Linked DNA regions of Mus musculus: region 1 is linked to region 2. A link is a contact called in public ChIA-PET data. All regions are on one chromosome and are shown on one strand. The core of a region is the stretch at or near the end of the contact, and the rest is flanking DNA. Distances in the headings are between cores, read along the strand shown. Region 1 overlaps Cep57l1 (centrosomal protein 57-like 1). Region 2 overlaps Ccdc162 (coiled-coil domain containing 162).

Region 1 (4,347 bases), core at 1,703-4,202, 160 kb after region 2:
CTGGGGTATGTATTTCTGTCTCTCTACATACATACACTTTGGAAAAGTAAACTTCTAAAATTACAAGTAGCCCAATCCATATGGTGCCACTTGTATTTTTGTATTTACATTCTTTTAGAGGTTGTTTTTATGCTATGGACAGGAGAGCTTTTCCTGCATGTATACACGTGGGTGTGCCATTTGATGCAGTGCCATCAGAGGCCAGATGGTGTGCGATCCCCTACAACCAGAATCCAAATGGTGGGTGCTGGGATCTGCACCCAGGTGGTCCACGAGAGCACTAGCAAGCAGGCTTAACCACTGAGCCAAGACTTCAGCCCCTCTGTTTACACTCTTTAGGTACATAAACATGTACAGTAAAACCAAGAAAACCAGAAATATTAAGGCATAATCCAAAGACCTAAAAGAGTCAAAAATTTTTTAATATTTCTTTTATTTTTATTCATATGTATGTATGTATGTATGTATGTATATATATGTATCTGTGGGTGCCTTCAGAGACCAGAAGGAGGCATGGCACCTATAGAGATAGATACACAGATGGCTGTGTGCGGCCTGATGTGGGTTCTAGGAACTAAACTTAGTTCTTCTGTAATAGCATTGTGACTTTTAAGTCAGTGCGGGCTATGCATCAAGACCCTACCACAAAAAGAAAACAAGAGTAATCAACAGGTTTCTTCTTAGTATCTTAGAATTTGATTTTATAAGACACAATTTGTGCTTACAGGGCTATAGAGATGGCTCAGCAGTTAAGAGCACTGACTGCTTTTTCAGAGACCTGGGTTCAGGTCCCGGAATCCACATGACAGGGAACTGTAACCACAGCTCCAGGGCTCTGACTCCCTCGTCTGGCCTCTGAGGATACCAGGTACACACATGGTGTACAGACATACACACAGGCAAACCCATACACATAAAAGTAAAATTGTATACAATACATATAGCTAAAGGAACACTGTAGTACACTGGCACACACCTTTACTGTATTGGTATTCATGGATTTTAAACTTTACATAAATGGACTTATACATTTTTCACTTAAACAACTTGGCATTTATGGCATTTGTTTCCATTGTTGCCTTGTCTGCTCTGGGGACTCTGTATCAGGCCCCTCTTGCTCCAACATAACATGAGCATAACGTTAACATAACGTACCTGAAGGACAGCCTCAGCTCCAGAACCCAGGGGGACCTGTGAAATCTTTCCTGACACTTCACTCCACTCTGAAATTCACATTTCCTGCTTGCTTGCTTGCTTCCCTCCCTCCCTCCCTCCCTTCTGTGGTGGCTGGTCCCAAGAATACTCTGAACACTGCACCTCCATGACGGGGCCGGCTTCCTGTCACTCCAAGCCCAGCCACCGTGCCTCCTCACCATTCCTTGCTGCATCTACATTCCTCCTTCATAAAGTCTGCATCTTAAAGTCCAGATTAGTTAGCATTAGGGCAAATTTTATTAATTTTTGCATCATAATATCTCTCTTACATTCTTTTAAAAGTTAATTGTGCAGGAGCTGGAGAGATGGCTCAGCTTTTAAGAGCACTTGCTGTACTGCAAAAGATCTGAGTTCTGTTCCCAGCACTTAAACATCAGATGGCTCCCAACCCCCTGGAACTCTAAGTCCATGGGATCAGCTATGTTCTTCTGGCCTCTATGGCCTCCACCTACATTCCTGTACATACACACATACATACAAATGGAAAATAATGTAAGTCTTGAGCAGTCTTAAGAAGAAAGGTAACGCTGCTGTCTGGTTCTGGGTTGGAAGCACTATGATGCTCTCTCTATCTTCCACCTTCCCAGCATGGCTGGCTGGCTGTCTCTCTGGGGACTATTGTAGCTTTGCAGTAACTGTCATGGTGTGTTTAGGTGTGACTCTCTTTTTCCATAGCCCTATTTGGGATTTATTTATCTTCTAAAACCTTCCTACATCAGTGTGAGAAATGTCCCAGCTGTCACTGATTTTGACTATTGCTTCTCTGTGGGATGGTAAAACCATGACAAGAAGCTTGGTAAGGTAGAGTGGGTCTGAGACCCAGAGACCTGGTGGACATATACCTGAGATTTAGGCAACTCCACCGCTCCCTGCCAGATTCCAGGCCTGGAATACAAGTCGCACTCGACACATAAGGAAGCTTGATCTGTGGTCATGTAGGCACAGAACAGAGTTCTCCATGCTAATGAAGTACCTACAGGCCCTGAGGGTTTAGCCAATAAGCTTCCCTTTCCAGACATTCTATCTCCCAGCAAAAGGTATTTAATCTCGGGTCCACCCGAGAAGTTGGCATGGTACGGTATGTATCCATTTTCCACGATGAGCAGTCGTCAATAAACAGCTTAGAACAGTGGACTGTCTCTTTCATCAAGATCTGCCGTGGGGAGCCATGAAGAAGGCATTTGACTACCGCGCTTAATTCTCCTGTAGAAGGCTTCTCTGCGCTTCAAGCCACAACCACCACAAAGCTAAGGACAATCACTGCTGAGTTAAACCAGAGCTCCCCTTGGTCCCCACCCCAGACTAGATGCTGTCCTCAGCCCGCAGGCCCCTGACTCTGTTCCCAACTCCTCGAGACTCAGTGACACCCAGATGCCCATGAGTTTGGGTGCCCCCAGTCCCAGCCCCATTGAGGCCCTGTGGACCCCCAATACTTTGTTCCTGATTTCCGGGGGCCCAGAAGTCAGCTTCGGCCTTCTCATACCTCAGCCTGCACTTCCACTCTGGGAGTGGCGTCTCTGCTTCCTTGAAGCCCAGCACCTGCCTCAGCGTCTGAGTCAGCTCTGTGGGAAGCGCAGCCAAACTCCCTGCAGAGGCAGGCGGAACAGGACGGTTTTTCTCTAATCTCACTGGACATGACTTCACTTTCTTAGAGGTTGCTGAGTTTGAGTCTCAGTCACTCACTCTCCAGCAAGCCAAGAATGCTCTAACTTTTAGGAGGTAATCACTGGGGGCGGGCTTTGAGAGGAGCGCCTAGCCACACTTCCTGTTCTACTTCCTGTTCCTAACTGCTGGGTGGGCCTCAAGCTCCAGCCGCCTTGCCCCCCCGACCTTGGTGGGCTCTGTCCTCTGGAATGGTAAACAGAAGCAAAGCCGTCATTCTAAAAGTAGCTTGCTAGCAGCATATTCTTACAGAAAAGTCTCTCGACAAACTTACTTTTCTTTGATAATTTGAGAACTCAATCTCTGTCATGTGTGGGGTCTGCTACCTGTTTGCAGTGGCTGGTTAATTTATGGTCAGCGATTTCGTTTTTGTGAGTGGGTCTTGCTCAAAGCACCCAGATCATGAACTTAAGAGCCTCCCTCCTCAGCCTCCGGAGAGCAGGGATTACAGGTGTGATCACAGTGCATCTTGGAATTTCCATTTCATATGTCTTCATTTTTTGCATTACAGCCAGGCCTTGCACATCCCTAACTGGTACTCCACCAGTGAGCCTTATTGTAGAATTCTTGGTTTTCAATTAATTTCATAGAACTGAGGAATTCTTTGAAGTTCATGTTTAAATCATTCTGGGAATGTCGCTCAATGGTGGAGTGCTTCCTACCATGTGAAAGCCCTTGCTCTGACTTCCTACGTCACACACAAAAAAGACTCTTCTGCAAAGGTGATTTATGCTCATTCCCGATAGGTCTCTGCAATACCCAAACCCCATTAAAACAAACTTTTAGGTGGAGACCTTGGGGGTGGGGGTGGGAGGCTGGGCACAAATTCAGACACAGCAAGGGCTGTGATGGGAAGTTCTCAGGACAGGTCTATATTGGGGATTGGTTCCAATGCTTTGAAATAACCTGGTCCTCAAATTGGGAATCTGCATGTCCAAATGCTGAAGGTCCTTGTCCCCGATTGGTTTTTGATCGATTAATAAAGATACCAGCGGCCAATGGCTGGGCAAAGGGATATGGGGCAAGACCCTTAGATTTGCATGGGCTAGGGCGAGAGGTGGGGGAGGGAGGAGAAGGAAGACTTGGGGGAGAAGGATGGGACATAAGAGCTGCAGGAGAGAAAGCCAACAAGCCATGTAAGAATGCAGGAAAGTGGCCAATTCGGGGATTAGGGTGACAGGCGGAAGTTTAGGAGTCTCAGGAATACTGCAGGAGGTCATTTGCTATTAAGGGAAGGTTTAGGAGTGCCCAGCCTTTGAGCTAGTCACACATGTCAAAAATTAGATGGTGTATGTGTGTGTGTGTGTACGCGCCTGCATGCATTCGACCCACTGGGAGCCAAGTGGTGCAACCCTTTACAGCTACAGGTGTACTCATTGTAAAGCCAGGGATAAACATGGGAGTGCATGCGGGTCTGAAGTTGGTCTCAAGAGCTGGTTATTTTCATAAACCATCCATGCAATGTTTGAC
Region 2 (4,285 bases), core at 378-2,877:
TTCTGAGACAACAGATAAACACTACCTCACCTATTTTTGTTCTGGGGAGACACAATCTTTTTATGTTGCTCTGGTTACCCTGGTATTGACTATGTAGCCCAGGCTGGCCTCAAATTCACAGCATCTCTTTTTCCTCAGCCTTCTAAGATTACAGGCATATGCAACCACATCTGACTGGTATTTTCCAATTTTTAAAAAAGATTTATTTATTATATGTAAGTTCACTGTAGCCGTCTTCAGACACTCCAGAAGAGGGCATCAGATCTCGTTACGGATGGTTGTGAGCCACCATATAGTTGCTGGGATTTGAACTCAGGACCTTCAGAAGAGCAGTCGGTACTCTTAACCACTGAGCCATCTCGCCAGCCCCGGTATTTTCCAATTTTAAAAGAAATTGTATATAATGTTTAACCCACGCTTTAGGCTGCAGGAAGGGATACAGAATGAGGAGTCAGATAGGAAGTGTGACTCCAAGTTCTACCACAGCAACCGCTGTGGCCTCGGGAAGTTACAAAACTTCTCTGTATTTCTCTTTCCTTTTCTGTAAAGGCAGGGAAAAAAAAATCATAGCCTACAGACTTGGCAACCAAAACCAGGCTCATTGCAACCTGGTTCTAAGACTCCAGTTCAAACAAAAGAAAAAAGAATGAAAGAAGAGAAAAGATTAGAAAAGACAAGAATAATGTTACCATTTTTTTGCTACATTTATTTAGGCAAATGTGTGTGTATGTTTCATTGTAACTTTGGAAATATTGTGACAAGTCTTTCAGAATCTCAGTTGGCAAAGCCTGGCCAGGATATGTAAGTCTGCAGGCCCCAACAACATTTAATTCTTCAAACATTTCTGGCATACCCTGTATGCTTTCTTATCAACACATGGCTGGGGGCTCCTAGGAAGCCAGCCCTGCCTCATGGGCGAGAACTGCCAACAGCCTGATACCAGGCAGGCTGCTTCCAACCTGGACCTCAGAAAGCGAGGAACACTCAGATGTGTGCTGGAGCTTTCCCCTAGAAGCAAGGATATAACAAAACTTGCTCTGACAGGCCAGGCACACTTATGGCTCTGCATTCCTCAAATACTAGAGACTGGGGCCATGGCCATGTGCCAAGACCATGTTGCATGAAACCCTCAGATGGTCTTAAGCCAGGTGCTGACATTTGAATGATTAGAGACACTTAAAACAGGCCAGCATAAAAATAAGTCTAAGATTTAAAAATGAAACAAACTGAAGAAGAGCCAGGGAAATGAAGCTGGTGCTGTCCACCCGTGCGCCCTGCAGCTCCCAGAGGAGGTTTGCTGGGGGGAGAGCATCCTTGGGATGGTTCCCCTTTCTCCTCCCCCGACCACCCCAATGGCAACAGCACACAGAGGGTAGAAACACCTTTTACACCATTCATCCTCTTCCACAAGGTGCCTCTGAAGGACACTCTCCACCCCTACAAACAATCTTACCCTCAGGAAGGTAATGGATCAGGAGTTAGACAACTCCTCAACAGACAGAGGCAAATGTTGGGCCCTAGACAGCTTGACTCTGACCTATTAGGAAACAGCTACAGAGTCTCATCAGGTTTCCCCCACTGACCTCAAGAGCAGGTGGGGGAGGGTAGTATGAAATATGTCAGACAACTTCCTCTCTCTGTCTCTTCTATGTGGGTTGAGGGTGACAGGCAACTTTAGGTGCCCTGCGTCCTTCCTGTTTCCCCGAGGCTGCTGAAACATGCTCCGTTCACTCCAGGAAGGAGCTTAGAACTTTCTTTTCAAACTCACATGGAACCTTTCCCTTGCAGGCGCAGATCCTTCTCTGGGTCAGAGAGCCCTGCTTGCTCAGGTAAAGTCTGAGATGACCCATGGAAGTTTACCTGAGTCCTGACTCTGGACTATATAAACATTTCCCTTCATTTGCAGGGTCAGTGCTACCTCAGATGATGGGGAAGGGTGACATTCCCCCTTCAGCCTTTATCCCTACCCTTTAGCCTTCTCTTCTGAGTCCCCTCTCTGCCATGAAGCTGCCCAGAAACTACCATAGTTCACAGGTGTTGAAGCTAAATATACTAAGGCTCTGAATCTACTGAGTAATTGATTCCACATACACGTGAAAGGAAGTGTTCTGGGAGAGGAAAAAAAAAAGACCAGGAAGATGGACCAATAAAGACCACCATGTGTGCCACCTGGGTGGTTTCTGATAGGTTACCTCCACTGATGAAACAACCCAATTCAAATAACCGAATTGAAAAACATGAAAGGCAAGTTGACTGGAGTCACCTCTTGGGTGGGTTCACTGATCTCACAGGGTGGGTCAGAGAAGTCACCATTCTGGCAGGGAGACAGAGGGGAGGGGGACAAGAAAGGAAAAGTGCACGTATGGAGAAAGACGCTGAGAGCAGGAGAGAAAGAAAAACCAGCATGTGTGTGCTATTGTTGGCTTTTAAAAGTCTTATGTATCTGAGTACACTGTAGGTGTCTTCAGACACACCAGAAGAGGGCATCGGGTCACATTAAAGGTGGTTGTGAGCCACCATGTGGTTGCCGGGAGTTGAACTCAGGACCTCTGGAAGAGCAGTCAGTGCTCTTAACCACTGAGCCATCTCTCTAGCCCATGAACCTCTGGGGAAAGCCCAGCCCCTGGGCTGGAGAGGTCATTCAGGGTAGAGGGTATTGTATGCCAGCCATATCCTGTAACAGATGGAGACCGAGGGATGCTGGGAGAACCTGAAGGTCATGTCTACTTTGGTATGTTAGCCCCTTGTCTCAGGTATGAAACCCAACAGTTTCTTCTGAGAAGGACATTGAAAGCAGGCAGTAGGACACTCAGTCTCCAGCCCATTCCTGGTCACGCTGTGAGGGCAACTGTTGGGAAGCAGAGTGGTTTCCCTAAAACAGGACCAGACAGAACCCTCTATGGCTGGAACCAAACCACAACGGAAGAAAGAACAAACCCTTGGGCTTTCAGAGTAAAGGTCAATTCAGTGGCCAACTTGGTGACTATCTAGCAGTCTTTACAGCTTTACAGCTCACAAACTAAACTAAGCTACAGATCCAAAGCTGTTTGTCAATAAAAAGTAAGAAAGTCAGCATGAAGCTTTGCACTCTGCTAAATTTATATTCTAAACCCAAGGACTGTTGGCAGAAACAAGCAAATGCTAAGTAAAAGAATATGTTCACTCACTATAATTCCCTGAGATATTCTCTATGGATTCTGTATGGATACACCGTGCTAAGGGTGGGAAACACGTGTAATCTCTGCTACAGCCCGTTGGGCCCCTTCTTGGCTGAATTCATCTCACACTGGAGATGAATTGGACAAAGTTGGTAAGTTTTGGTAATTTAGGAGTAACTGGAGCTGGCTGCGGGTGGGGGGAGGCTCATGACTGTAATCTGGGCACTAGAAGGCTGGTCCAAACTCAAGGCTGTCCTGTTTACAGAGCAAGTTCCAGGCTAACAAGGGATACAAATTAAGACTTTCTTTCAAAACGAAATAAAAGGATCATTAGAGTTGGACTGGTGAATAGGCTGACGGCTCAGGAGGCTAACTAAGATAGAAGGATCCCAGGTTCAAGGCCTGCTTTGGCTACTCAGTTTCATGATTTCCTAGGGTACATAGCAAGATACTAGTTCTGTTGCTGATGCCCTTTAATTAAAAGCAACAGGCTTTTAACACTCCCCCTAACACCCTCCCCCTTTACAAATCCAGGGGTCCTTAGGCCGACTCTTTTTCTTTCTCATATAAAACATTTTCTGGAAACATGAATATTAATCCAAACTCAATCCAAATCCATTAAAATCCTGACTAATCAGCCACATAAAACTTTTGTATGCATCAAACTTGAGGAAATGCTTCCTGTAAGACCAAGGTAGAGTTTATTTAAAAATCAACCCCTGTAGCCAGTCCTAGGAGCGTCAGGTGGTCAGTGAAAGCTGTCCCTTTGAAAGGTAGAGCGGAAAAGGAGAAATGAACTCTTCAGAATAATGATCTTCAGAAACACAAAAGCTTTAATCCCTATGACACAAACTGAGGCTGTTTAGGAAATGTCGTGAAAAACCTCAGGAGCACCAGGGCAGACTTCACACACACAGGCACACACAGGCTTTGCAAGAAACGTTTGGTAGCCAGTGTGCCGGATCTATCTGCAGCCCTATTTTAGGCTGGTTCTCTAATCTTGCTAACCGTGGCCTCCCTGAATGGGGCCTCTGCAAGCACCTGCTCAGCAGAATCCAGTTGGCAGGAACAGTACTTCTCTAGCCCTTACCGGAGGAGATGTCTCATGGCTGCATCGAACTGCAGCA

What was found. ChIA-PET counts read pairs in DNA pulled down with a chosen protein or histone mark.
Region 1: a contact with region 2 is called in an RNA polymerase II ChIA-PET map of effector CD8 T cells, with 31 read pairs. The contact joins two enhancer-like sites. A contact is called at or near these places in 2 of 115 datasets of contacts at active chromatin or transcription factors (effector CD8 T cells and memory CD8 T cells) and 1 of 9 other capture datasets (adipose tissue).

Annotation. Positions count from the first base shown.
Region 1 is chr10:41,749,314-41,753,660 of GRCm38.p6, forward strand. The region is part of intron 2 of Cep57l1 (centrosomal protein 57-like 1); the gene reads right to left. The region is part of intron 1 of BC048559 (cDNA sequence BC048559); the gene reads left to right. Among named protein-coding and RNA genes, the nearest start is that of BC048559, 4.8 kb to the left of the region's middle. Within about 2 kb of position 2,953, at least 76 of the 459 cell types and tissues checked have an H3K27ac peak or open chromatin away from gene starts, as enhancers often do. A contact at or near this core is called in effector CD8 T cells and memory CD8 T cells, where this site is marked.
Region 2 is chr10:41,594,169-41,598,453 of GRCm38.p6, forward strand. Ccdc162 (coiled-coil domain containing 162) reads right to left here. Exons shown (of 48, transcript NM_001358562.1): 30 at 4,249-4,285. Among named protein-coding and RNA genes, the nearest start is that of 5730435O14Rik, 28 kb to the left of the region's middle. Within about 2 kb of position 1,628, at least 131 of the 459 cell types and tissues checked have an H3K27ac peak or open chromatin away from gene starts, as enhancers often do. A contact at or near this core is called in effector CD8 T cells and memory CD8 T cells, where this site is marked.